3 separate regions of the Mus musculus genome follow, and all the other regions are linked to region 2. A link is a contact called in public HiChIP or PLAC-seq and promoter capture Hi-C data. All regions are on one chromosome and are shown on one strand. Each heading gives the region's core, a stretch centred on a gene start, on an enhancer-like site or on the middle of the called end of the contact. The rest is flanking DNA. Distances are from core to core; before and after follow the strand shown. Region 1 holds the start of Spidr (scaffolding protein involved in DNA repair). Region 2 holds the start of Ppm1f (protein phosphatase 1F (PP2C domain containing)). Region 3 holds the start of Dnm1l (dynamin 1-like).

Region 1 (4,071 bases), core at 733-3,232, 750 kb before region 2:
ATATGCTACTTGTAATCCTAGAAATTGAAATGTAGATCAAAGATGAGTAATTCAGAGTCGGCCTGTGTGACATGAGATCCTGTCTCATTTGCTGTTGACAAAGTTGTGAGCCATCCTATGGAACTAACAAACTGAAACTTACCACAACCACCACCACCCTGGCCCCTACCTCAGTGAATTTGGGAGAAGACTTCTCTGGAGAAGTCTTGGGAGAAGCTACAACCATAAGCTTAAACTACAGTCAGAATCCTGATAGCAATACTTGTGGAAAGCTGCTTCACTTTTGAGACAATCTTTACATAACAGTTAAGTAACACAACTACTGAAAAGAAAAGCTATTGGAAACTAATAAAATGAAGAGGGCAGAAAGAAATAACAAAAACAACAGATTTCTAAGTTAGGAAAAATTGCTAGGGCCCTGATAAGCTAAACAAATGGTTTCATAACACACTGTAATTTCTTTATGCTGTAGTGACAGCTAAAAATCGCAGTCCAGGGCAAACTCTTAAAGTTGTGAAAAGGCGCCGGGCATGGTGGCGCATGCCTTTAATCCCAGCACTTGGGAGGCAGAGGCAGGCGGATTTTTGAGTTCTAGGCCAGCCTGGTCTACAAAGTGAGTTCCAGGTCAGCCAGGGCTATACAGAGAAACCCTGTCTCAAAAAACCAAAAAAAAAAAAAAAAAAAAAAAGAAGAAGAAGAAGAAGAAGAAGAAGAAAGAAAGAAAGAAAAGAAAAGAAAAGAAAAGAAAAGAAAAGAAAAGAAAAGAAAAGAAAAGAAAAGAAAAGAAAAGAAAAGAAAAGAAGCCGGGCGTGGTGGCGCACGCCTTTAATCCCAGAACTCGGGAGGCAGAGGCAGGAGGATTTCTGAGTTCAAGGCCAGCCTGGTCTACACAGAGAAACCTTGTCTCGAAAAAAAAAAAAAAAAAAAAGTTGTTGAGAATAGGCACAAAGTCAAAATTTGGAGCTGGGCAGTTAGGAGAAGTGAATGAGCAGCTATAAGAGTGAATCAGGACTTTAGGGACGCTTAAATAAATGTATACAGTTAGCAAGGGTATCGAGGGCTGCAAGAACTAATTTATGTTAGATGTAGAAATGTTTTAATTCCTTGATTTTTTCATCTTTTAGTCTTCCTGAAATTTAAATTAGTCTTTTAAATCATAAGTTATACGTGCTTTTACTCTCTAAATAAGTTACAAAGTTCACAGTGTCATCTTTCAAGGCTATCTGAGAAATAAGTACGAATGGTAGTGTTAAGGGAGTTTAGCATTTAGTGAAAGGAAGAGCAGGTGAGGGAATGAAGCACCGTTTGCTGTTCTAAATTTTGAGTATTATGAAATAATCATCTGTAAGTGAGGAACTTTGAAAAGGCAAAATATGATCCAAGAGAAACACAATGTCGGAGAAATGTAGAGGATCGCTTAAATTTCATCCATGTAACAGTTCCTACAACAGTGCCTACAGTATACAGGGACTGCGGGAGACACGGGAGAAGCACGCCTCTCAGAAAGTTTAGGCGGGAAAGCAAAGTGTAGCAAAAGATGCCTGGGACAGAAGAGATACTCCAATACCCACTACTGTCTTGGTGTGTTAAGCAACAAAATAAAACGGAGGCAAATGAACTGCCAGACGCCAGCTCACACTCACTCCGAATCAATTCGTCCTCCCTGTCAGCCACCCACCCGCTTGGTTCCCAGGACCATTCAGCAGACCTGGGCAGAGGCAGAGCGAGGGAACCCTGCCTAGACCGACCGCCACCAACGGGCTCGTGCCGGTCAGACTGGGCGCACCAGCTCCCTTCACCGGACCAGGGACAGGCACGAGAAGCCCACAGAGGTTACACGCCCGCCCTCTGCTTTCATAGCAACAGCACAGCGTACCTTGGACGTGCCGGGGCGGCGGGCTCCAGACATCTCCTACGTGCACAGTCTTCCTGCTCGCCGCCCCATCCGGAAGCCGCCCATCACGCGCCCCGCCCCCTTCCCTCTGGCGACGCCCCTTCCCGCGCCCCGCCCCCTTTCCTCCGGAGACGCCCCTTCCCGCGCCCCGCCCCTTGCGAAAGCCGTCGTCTCAAGTTCCACGGGCTCAAACTGAGGGAGCTGCTGTCTAGGCTCTTCCTCTCGCTCTTTAGGGAGCCTGAGAGCTGATCTACAGGTCATCCTCTCTCCTAGCTAAGCAAAGCCTTAGAGCAGTAACCAGTGATGTGTTAGAATAGCGGGTCACCAAGAAGCACACTAGGCCCAGGCAGTTCAACGTGAAGAGGTTTTATTGAGAGGGAGAGATAAGGGAGTGGCAGAGAGAGAAGAGAAGAGAGCGAGGAGGGGGTGTTCTCCTTATTTATATGGAAAATGATGTAACACAAGTAAGGGTGGGAGGTGAGCCAAGTGAGTTCTGGGATATGGTGGTCGTTGGCTTGGCAGCCGTAAACTAGAATTCAATAATTATTGTTAATTAGTAATAAAACATAAGTAAGCCAGGAAAAGGAATAGTACTTCTCTAACTAATGAGGAATTCTTAAATATAAAATTCATAAATATCAAGAGCAAAGATTTCCTATTTAAAAAAAAAAACTATAGGAACACTAGTTGGATTTGTTATAAAGTAGGTTTCACATACTATAGATCTGGGAAAAGCCAGAGAGCTTACATTCTTAAATTTCTAGATGCTGGTTCAGGGAACATTTTAATGTGGAAGATGAAGCCGTTCCTTGGATGTTTTAAAGCGCTAGGACATAGTTGTCTATGTATGTTCAAACCAGCAGGACAGAGAGCTGCTACTTGAGTGGAAACTGGATTAACAGGGTTTCTAGTGTCGAAAAAAACACTAAATAAGTCCTTGTCAAGAATGTGTTTGCATGGGACTTAAGTAGAAACTAGATTAGCGGAGGCATATTCTATAAAGATATATATTGAAGAAAATATTAAATAAACTATATTGTTGAAAACTTGGAGTGGACAATGGAAAGGATTCTCAGAAAGTTGTATTTACAGATGTGTACAGAAGAGGAGCTTAGAGCCTGGGTGGTGACTTTATTCTCTAACTGAAAGATAGGCAGAGTGGGAAACAAGGCCCTTAATGAATTAAAAATACTACTGCAAGTGGAGCAGTTTTTGATATGCCATTCTGCAAAGGGGGACTACAGCATAGGAGAAAAAAGGACAAAATGACTGGCTTACTGACGTAACACAAGACAGTGGGGTTTTCTGTCTGCTTTGGGTTTCTGTTTGTTTCTTCCACTGGTTAGCTTGTTTGTTTGTGTTTGTTGAGACAGGGTCTCTCACTACTTAGCCCTGACTATCCTAGAACTTACAGTGTAGACCAGGCTAGCCTCAACTCAGAGATTTTCCTGTCTCTGCCTCCTGAGTGCTGAGATTACTGCTGTGCACTACCGCACATGGCAAAATAATATTTGTTTTGTTGTTGTTTGTTTGTTTTTAAAGTCCGAGTTGCAAAAAAAAAAAAAAATCCTGCCCTTCTTTTCCCATGGGCTGATATTTTAGAGAATTACAATTTTCCCAAATTCCCAAAAGTAGTGAATTCAAGGCTGTCTTAGGCTACGTGAAAGGAAACACCAAGTTTAGTTTTCTCTTGGAATAGTTTTCTTAGTCTTTCTAGAATATGTGGTTTTGCTATTGGTTTGTAGTCCTTCTGCAGCACTAATACAATGCTAGCTTGTCACTTCCTCTTATAACTCTCACCTTCCCTGAATATTTCTATCCAAACTTTTATAGATATAGATGTGAGGTCTACTGGAGTGTTCCAGGAATGCCTGCTGAAGTATATAGGTTCTTGTGTCCTACTGCAATGAATTGGACCATGGCTCTGTGATTAGAAATACAGATATAGTCTATGTAAAAATTTGAAACACTCCCAAGAATGAGAGTGAGCTACAAACAAACAAACAAACAAGTGTGTTCCAGATACACTGGGTCAGAGGCCTATCACTTTTTATGGGTTATGTACAATATTCATACAAGTTTGGGCTTTCAATGAATATATTCCATTTGTTGAATGAATACCAGGTTGGGGGTGGCTTCTTGCCATTCTCTGCTTATTGATTTCTTTTATATATTAA
Region 2 (4,091 bases), core at 1,218-3,717:
TCTCCACTCCAGTCAGAATCTGGTACCTGAATAAGCTACATCTCAATTGAGTACCTAGCACAAGGCTGTGACTTTGCTATTCTGCCCATTTGGCCCAATTCCATCGTGAGCAGACTGCAGGAACACAAACAGCTCAGTTATGTGGTTAGTTTGGGCTTGGGGAAAGACTGCCCTACAGGCCTTAAACCCAGACTAGTTATTCCATCTTTAAAATTCTATACTGAGGTTTCAACCTACATGGGCCTCTTAATGTACCCTTTGTTTTTTCCTGCGGTTGCCCCCTTTATGTGGAACTCTAGCAGATACCCTTAGCTATCTAAGCTGTACTCTATAAACTCCTGACCCCGTCACCTTCCCCCTCAGACACATACACACACACCCATCAGTACAGCCTCATTATCATTGCTAACCTGTCAGCCAAGAACAATTAGGACTAGAGGTGAACTGTCTTAGCAGCTGTGTTCCTAGGCATCACCTTTTCTGCTCTGGAAGCTGATGAGATCAGAGCTGCAGGGCGACCTGTATTGTGGGAGGCATGCAAGATCTCACAGGCTAGCTCTCCAGTGGTTTGTCCCCCAGGCACTGCAGGTCCCGTTTCTCTTACCTTGAGATTGTGGTGCATACTAACATGAGGAAGTCTGTTTCGTCAAGTACAACATCCTCCCAGCACTGTAGAAGGCACCGTGGACCTCTTCTATACATTCTAGCCCTATGGGAAAAATTAATATCCAAGAGAGAGCCAAAATTCCATTAATCACCTTTCCTCACTGTGATAAAACACCTGAGCAAAATTTAAAGGAAGAAAGATGGATTTGGGCTCAGTTTGAGTCATCTCTGGTAGCTAAGAAGAGGAGAGAGGAAAGACTGGCAAAATAGACCTTTCCAGGGACTAGAGCTATACACTCTTGCAGGGCACACATACTCATGACCTTCCTCCATCCTAGTTTTCGTTGTCTCCTAATAATGTCATTATTATGAATGATGAATCCAATAGACTGATCTGCTGATGTTAGCGTCCTGATGATCCATTCACCTCCCAAAAGCTCAAGTTTTCAAGAGACTTCCAGATTTCAAATCATAACAGCTCCCTTTAAGCAGAAGTATTACCAAGTTGTACCCCCATTGTAAAGAGCCTGGAAATTCTAGAACAAAGGGTTTGAGGTCCTTTCCTGAGATTTTTAAAGCCTAAGTAATACAGCCAGTCTCTGAGTGATAGAGGCTAGTGTGGTAGGGAGTGTTTGCACTCACTCTCATAGTGCTCAGAACAGGTTTCTGGGAAAGGATTTTGGGAACTGGGAGAGGACACAGATGAGAGACCTGGAACTGAGCACTCTGAGACCTCCTGGCTCTACCCCACAGCTTGGCATGTCTTGATGAAGAGGTTTGAGCTAAGCTGGTTGGTATAGCTAATATTGGGAATTTAACAAGAGTAAAGGCTTTGGCATAGTAGACTACAAACAAGACAATCATGGTGACAGCAACCTCAGGAAAGGGTACATTACAGATATGTCCTTGGCCTAGAGCCTAACAGGGCCAGGTTCCTAGTGCCTGCTTTTGCTGTCTTCTCTGTATCACCCTCTACCTCATCAGGTTATAAATGACCTCAAACCTTAATCAGGTTGAATGAACCAGGACTCTACTTGCGTAGCAGACAGACATTCTCCCCACCATGCCAGTACACACACCCATCTATTGGTTCCCCAGGCTCATGGGTTCCCTGAAACCTAATCAGGTGACAAGTTCCTAAGACAATGGGGTCTGATGGCATGTGCTTGTCAGCACAGTTCTGAGACATAAACAAAACAAACAATTGGGTTTTTTTGTTTGTTTTGTTTTTGTTTTTCGAGACAGGGTTTCTCTGTGTATCCTTGGCTGTCCTGGAACTCACTTTGTAGACCAGACTGGCCTCGAACTCAGAAATCTGTCTGCCTCTGCCTCCCAAATGCTGGGATTAAAGGCTTGCGTCACCATGCCGGAACAATTGTTTTAAAAGCCAGGTGACAACCTGGAGCCAACCTTGTCTTTAAGACTGCCTTTGCTACCCAGTGCACTAAGAAAAGTGTCTCATTTCCTGCTTTATAGCCCCAGAGCTCAAGCTGCTCAACGAATTCTCAGTGGCCATGCAGTCCTGCTGAGCACAAAGGGCCTGGAACCCTTAACCACAAAGCCCCTGGGGCCTGTGGTTAAGTGGGCAGGACCACAATGAAACTTGAAGGGGTACTCTCCACACTGTACACAGGCAGTGTACACGTTCATTGGTATAAAATGAATATAATGTTATACATGAAAATATTTTCTAAAGTCTCTGATGGGTGGCCAGTCCTGAGCAGTATGAAGCCGCATCACTGCCCTGAGACTGATCACCACACACGTTGTGAAGCAATGACTGAGCATTGTGAAGCAAGGACTGCTTTCTGCCCAGTCAAGGCTGGAGAAGTGTAGCAACGCACTGGCTATTGGGGCTCTTGTCGTCCCTGAAACAAGAGAGCAGAGGGACCAGCAGGAGGCAGCAGAGGTGCGCCCGAGGCCCGACTGCGCTTGCGCAGAGCCTGCGGCGCCTAGGACGGGAAGTAGGCGGGGCTGCCCAGAGCAGCTCGTGGGGAGCACTGCGGCAGGCTGGCAGGTGAGGCCCGCGGGGTGCAAGGGATGAAGAGCGAGGGTGAGGGTGGAAGACTCGGACTAGGGTGGGGGTCATGTGGGGGCCTGAGATGCACGAAAGTGAAATGAGACTGAGGACGAAATGGAGAGGTGAGAAAGCACTAAGGCCAAGACCGGTTTCGGGTGCCTGAGCCCATGGGACTTTGGGGGATAGCTGTGAGCAAAAAATCTGAGCAAGCCGCCGCCGGGCCCTGGTGGCAAGGCGTCGGAAACTAAAGGCACGGAACTGGGAATCCATTGACACCCTCCCCCAGGGCTGTGTCTGAACCGAGGTCCAGGAGGAGGCTGAGAGCTGTGAGGCAAAACAGTACCAAGGAGTGACAATCCTGTTTTCAAGGATCATTCCCTCTTATCTTCCAAAACATGAGGGCTAGGCCCACGGCCCTACCCTCAGCCCTACTAGTGACGACCCGGACTGGGACCACATTTTCAACCTGAATGCCCAGCCCAGTGGCGTCCCTAAGTGTATTTAAAGCTAGTGTTTTACTTACCACCTGGTTTCAAGACGCAGGCTGAAGCCATTGGGCTAGATTGCAGTAGAGCCTCAGTCCTGAGAGCCTTGGGCTTCACCGTTACAGTTGTGTGGTCTCAGGCCAGCCCCCTAAGCTCTCCGTATAATGAGGAGAAAAGGGATTGTAAGGATTTCTGCAGACTAACATCTAGTGAGGCCCAGTGGAAGGCAGTGGTCTGCCCTACCAAGGCCGCCTATTTCTAGGCCCCTTGATTAACAGATGTGTTCACAATGTGCCCTGGGACAGCCCTGTGAACTGTTCCCACCTAAGGAACTGAACGAGAGCTGCCTCTACCTCATGGTCTCAGTGTTCATATTCCTCCCATCGTCAAATTTTACTTTTACTCAGCGGCAAACTGGGATGGAAGTGGCCAAGTCACTGGGCACCAGATTCCTCAACTGAGTCCTGCTTTGGTGACAACTAATATTTGTGACCTTAGAGTAACACTTTCCTCCTACCACCTGGTTTTTTTTTCAACTGCAGTATGACCTGATGGCATGTTTTCCCACACAGTTCTGAGACATAAACAAAACAATTGTTCTAATAACTGTTAACCTCCCACAACAGATTAATTTGCAGAATTCCTCTGTGATGTTGCCTGAAGCCAGTCTTTTCTGGAAGACTGTCTTTGCTACCCAGTGTACTAAGGGAGAGTTTTCATTTCCTGTGTGATCCCCCCAGACCTCAGGCTGCTTACCTCACTCTAGTGGCCATGCAGGCCTGCTGAGCACAAACAGCCAGGACACTGACCACATGGAGCTTAGGATCCCTTTCAAAAGAAAAATGGCAGCACAATAATATGGCTGCACAGAACAGCCCATGAAAGATAGTGGGGGGGGGGGGTGTAGACATGGCTGGGGTGGAGTCCATCTATGTTCAGCGTGCATATGTTCTGTAGGTTGAATTTCCAGCACCAATAGA
Region 3 (4,070 bases), core at 1,493-3,992, 540 kb before region 2:
CATTTGTCTAAGAATTAAAACTAGCAAGTGGGACCTCATAAAACTAAAAAGCTTCTGTAGAACAACTGAAGAGAAAATTCATAGGATGGGAGAGAATCTTGCCAGCTATATTGCTGAGGGAAACTTAATATACAGAAGATATAAAGAACTGAAAAAAAAAAAAAAAAAACCTCAAGGGTCAAAAAAACTCATTCAAATAATGGACAATAGTTTCTCAAAAGAATCTATTCTTCTGTTCTCAAAAGAATAAGTCAAAATGGCTAAGAAATGTTGATTTAAGTGAATTAAATTAAATTTTAGATAGTAAGATCATCAAAGCTGAGTTTCAAAGGCCTTCCTTCTTCCCTCCATTACTCCTCTACTGGCTAACACTGTTGTGTGTAAGAAAGCCCATCTTGATTTTAATCTCTTTAATCTGATTCACTATATCCCTGATTCTTTTACTGGTTAAAATGTACTTGGAAATCTCTTAAGAGTATAAGGTTTCTGCTCTAAAGCTAGATCACAATTCTTGATTGTTATGAAAGAAAATTAACTAAGTCATCTTTTCTCATTTTATTTACAAAAAATAGTTCTTATTATAAAAGTCCCAATGAAGAGATACTTCAGCAGTTAAGAGAACTTGTTGCTCTTGCAAAGGACCTAAGTTCAGTTCCCAGCATGTTCATGGCAGTTCACAACCATTTGTATGGCAAGTTCCAGAAGATCAGTTGCCTTCTTCTGGCTTCCAAAGGAATTAACAGGCATTTGATACATATACATATACATAAACACAGGCAAATATTCATAAAGTAAAAATTAACTTAAAAACTAAATATCTCGTTACAATGAATAATATGCATCACTGAAAATCTTCTATAAGATCGCAGGAACAAAATACCAAAACAAACAAAAAACCAAATAGTACACTTGATAATTTGGTCTTCGGGCACAGCCAACATCAAGTGTTAATGCTGGATTATGCAGACATGACTGTCCGAAAACTATCTATGCCAACCCAGCAAATGGCCCCAAAATAATTCCTACTGCTTTAAATATTTAAAGGCCAATAATAATAATAAACTACAGGATGGTTTGAAGTATATGGATATCCTCTAATTTATTTCTTCTTATAATATTTATACACTTTCTGTAGTTAAGATGTAGCCATACAACCCATGGAAAACAGAGAAATCACCCATCACCTCAGAAGAAAAGAATATTAACAAATGGGAGCACCTAAAAGTATGTTTATAAAGGGGCTGGGGAGATGGCTTGGAGGTTAAGAGCAAAGGCTGCTCTTTTAGAGGACCTGGTTTCCAGCACCCACATGGCATCTCACAATCATTTGTAACTCCAGTTTCGGGGATCATATACTTTCTTCTAACCAGCACCAGGGAAAACACTCACATCATAAAAATTAAAAAAAAAAAAAATTCTGGGCATGGTAGTTTTTCAGTCAAGGGAGCTGAAGCAGGGGGAGTGCTATGAGTTTCAGCCAATTCAGGTAACAAGGTAAATTCTTAGCCAGCTTGAAGTACAGAGTAGGGCTCATCTCAAAAACAATTCTCGCCAGGTGTAGTGGCACACGCCTTTAATCCCTGCACTCGGGAGGTTGAGGCAGGCGGATTTCTGAGTTCGAGGCCAGCCTGGCCAAAGTGAGTTCCAGGACAGCCAGGGCTATACAGAGAAACCCTGTCTCGACGCCCCCCCCCCAAAAAAAAACAAAAACAAAAACAAAACAAAACAATTCTCCCCAGGAGGATAGAGGCACTGAATGGTCTTCCAGAAGTCAATTCCCAGCAACCACATGGTGGCATGGTGGCTCACAACCATCCATAATGGGATCTGATGCCCTCTTTTGGTGTGTCTGAAGACAGCGACGGCGTACTCACAAACATTAAAACAAACAAAACCAACAAAAAACGCCCTCCTCCCCTAAAGTTCTGTTGCTCCTCTTCAGTTCAAAGCAGGCATTTTTTTAAAAAATGAAACTCACATATCTCTGCTATTCTAGATATCTATTCAACATTCTTTCATACAAAATTTGGACTTATCGCCAATACCCCACATAAGGCCTGAGAACCTTATACCAAATTTGGGTCACAGTAACAAAATTACAAACACCAAAGTCATGGTGCTCCTTCCTAACTTTAGGCCTCCAACTACACCCGGGATTTTCTTTTAATCTTATTTTTACTTTGTAATAGCTCCGTGGGCCACCGACTCACCACTAGCTTGCTGCCTGTCTGCTCACAGCAACTCCTGAGTCCGTCGCGTCCTCAGCGGCCGGAAGGAAGCGACAGCCGCCCACACGCCCGCCCGCGCGTCCCCCGAGTGCCCTTGGGCCAAGCCGCGCCGGGCTGTAGGCTGCAGGGCCACTCAGTCCCGCTGAGCGCCCGGGAGCAGAGCGGAGCGCCGAGCTGCCGGCCTCCTCCTGGCGACACCTGCAGGCCTGCGGCCGAGCCAGGCCTCGCAATCGCGGCCTCATCTTACCTGCGTTCCCACTACGACGATCTGAGGCAGCTGGATGATGTCCGCACCCACTGTGTTGAAGACGTCCTGCAGCTTATTGATGACCGGGATCAGCGCCTCCATGACCCCCGAAACACTGGACCCCCAACCCAGCAGGCCACTGCAATGAATGGGGACTCGACCCACAGCCCGCTTGCTTCCTCTTCTCCTCCGCCCTTTCCTCGGGAGCCCGCACCCATTGGGCCGGGCCAGCACCCAGCCCGCTCCCGGCAGGCCACGCGCCACGACAGAGGTGGGCGCGCAAAGGCTGCCGGGAGATGTAGTTCAGGCTGAGTGGAACGCGAAGGCCTATTCTAGAAGGTTTCAGGTATCGACCTGAACTGGGCGGGTAAGGAAGCTGAGACCGTGAATCTGAGTCTACTATAGTCAAAATGCTAGCTAACAGCTAGATGAATAATGATTGTTAGAGTGTTATGTATGAGTATGCCTCCAGGAGTTGGGACACACCAATTTTATGGACAACCATGGAAGACTTAGACAAAAGGTTAACAAGGTCTGTACTACATAGTGAAATCCTGTGTTTATAAGAAGGGATAGAGTCGCCGGGCAGTGATGGCGCATGCCTTTATCCCAGCACTTGGGAGGCAGAGGCAGGCGAATTTCTGAGTTCGAGGCTAGCCTGGTCTACAGAATGAGTTCCAGGACAGCCAGGGCTACACAGAGAAACCCTGTCTCGAACCCCCCCCCCCTTCCAAAATAGGGATAGAGTCTATTAATTAACCAATGTCATTTCCTTATGAGAAGTACTACTTTATGAAGAGCAATCAAGGAAACTATAGGAAAACTTAAAAGAATGTCTCCAGACATTTCTACCGCTCCAGCCTACCCACCAAGAGAGTTTATCTGGTCAAAGTTCTGAGAGTGAATGATAAGCCCTTAGAACTAGACATTCGTATCACACACACCAACTACGACTTAAGGTACAATGCAGAAATGAAGGCAGAAAGAATATAAGAAACCAAGGATTGAGCAGCTGTCATCTACTTACAAAGCTGTAGTTGTAGCCTGAATACATAGCACTATATACCTGCACAAGATTGGGCCCTCCAGCTATCTATCATAGAAACAGGAGGTGCCCATGAAGCTCCATTCTTTCTAAAGGAGCAGTAACTGTGAATGTTTGCTGGAGTTGGGGATTAGCTTTTTCTATTAGTATACCCACTAGGACTAATAGGTGGGAAGAAGGAGTCCTAGAAAGGAAGGGGGAATATCAGAGGGTAATGAGGGTACCAAAATAATCACAATATACTGGATTTTAAGACTGTTAAACATAAATAAAACAGTAACTCAGAGCCACAAACTCCCCAGCCTGAGAGGAGTGAAAAGCCAAGCAAAACTTGTTGCTATCTATTCATGATAGCCATGAGCACTCATAGTCACAAAGTTGTGGATTGTATAACTGGAGGGGTTACTTACCATTCACCTGCAACATATGCCATAGGAGACAGGCTTTACTGTTCAGAACACAGATGGTGGCTGGTTAATAAGTTTTGAAAAACACATAAATGAAAGACTCTGAAGATCCAGAAGTGATTTTTGGACATCTTGGCAAATGT

Evidence for each region. Promoter capture Hi-C pulls out the DNA fragments that hold promoters and counts their contacts. HiChIP or PLAC-seq counts read pairs in DNA pulled down with a chosen protein or histone mark.
Region 1: a contact with region 2 is called in a promoter capture Hi-C map of liver, with 3 times the contacts expected there. The contact joins the promoter of Spidr here to the promoter of Ppm1f in region 2. A contact is called at or near these places in 5 of 39 promoter capture datasets (liver, neutrophils, pre-B cells and 1 more) and 1 of 115 datasets of contacts at active chromatin or transcription factors (astrocytes).
Region 3: a contact with region 2 is called in an H3K4me3 HiChIP or PLAC-seq map of stem cell-derived neural progenitor cells, with 5 times the contacts expected there. The contact joins the promoter of Dnm1l here to the promoter of Ppm1f in region 2. A contact is called at or near these places in 10 of 39 promoter capture datasets (the 3T3-L1 cell line, the C10 cell line, cranial neural crest and 4 more), 1 of 15 datasets of contacts at CTCF or cohesin (large pre-B cells), 1 of 484 Hi-C or Micro-C datasets (embryonic stem cells), 8 of 115 datasets of contacts at active chromatin or transcription factors (the 230-238 cell line, acute myeloid leukemia, astrocytes and 5 more) and 2 of 9 other capture datasets (embryonic stem cells and pancreatic islet).

What each region holds. Positions count from the first base shown.
Region 1 is chr16:16,144,869-16,148,939 of GRCm38.p6, forward strand. Spidr (scaffolding protein involved in DNA repair) reads right to left here and starts at 1,983. Exons shown (of 20, transcript NM_146068.4): 1 at 1,877-1,983. The coding sequence starts at 1,909.
Region 2 is chr16:16,894,002-16,898,092 of GRCm38.p6, forward strand. It overlaps Ppm1f (protein phosphatase 1F (PP2C domain containing)), which reads left to right and starts at 2,468. Exons shown (of 8, transcript NM_176833.4): 1 at 2,468-2,623.
Region 3 is chr16:16,356,289-16,360,358 of GRCm38.p6, forward strand. It overlaps Dnm1l (dynamin 1-like), which reads right to left and starts at 2,743. Exons shown (of 21, transcript NM_001360008.1): 1 at 2,476-2,743. The coding sequence starts at 2,577.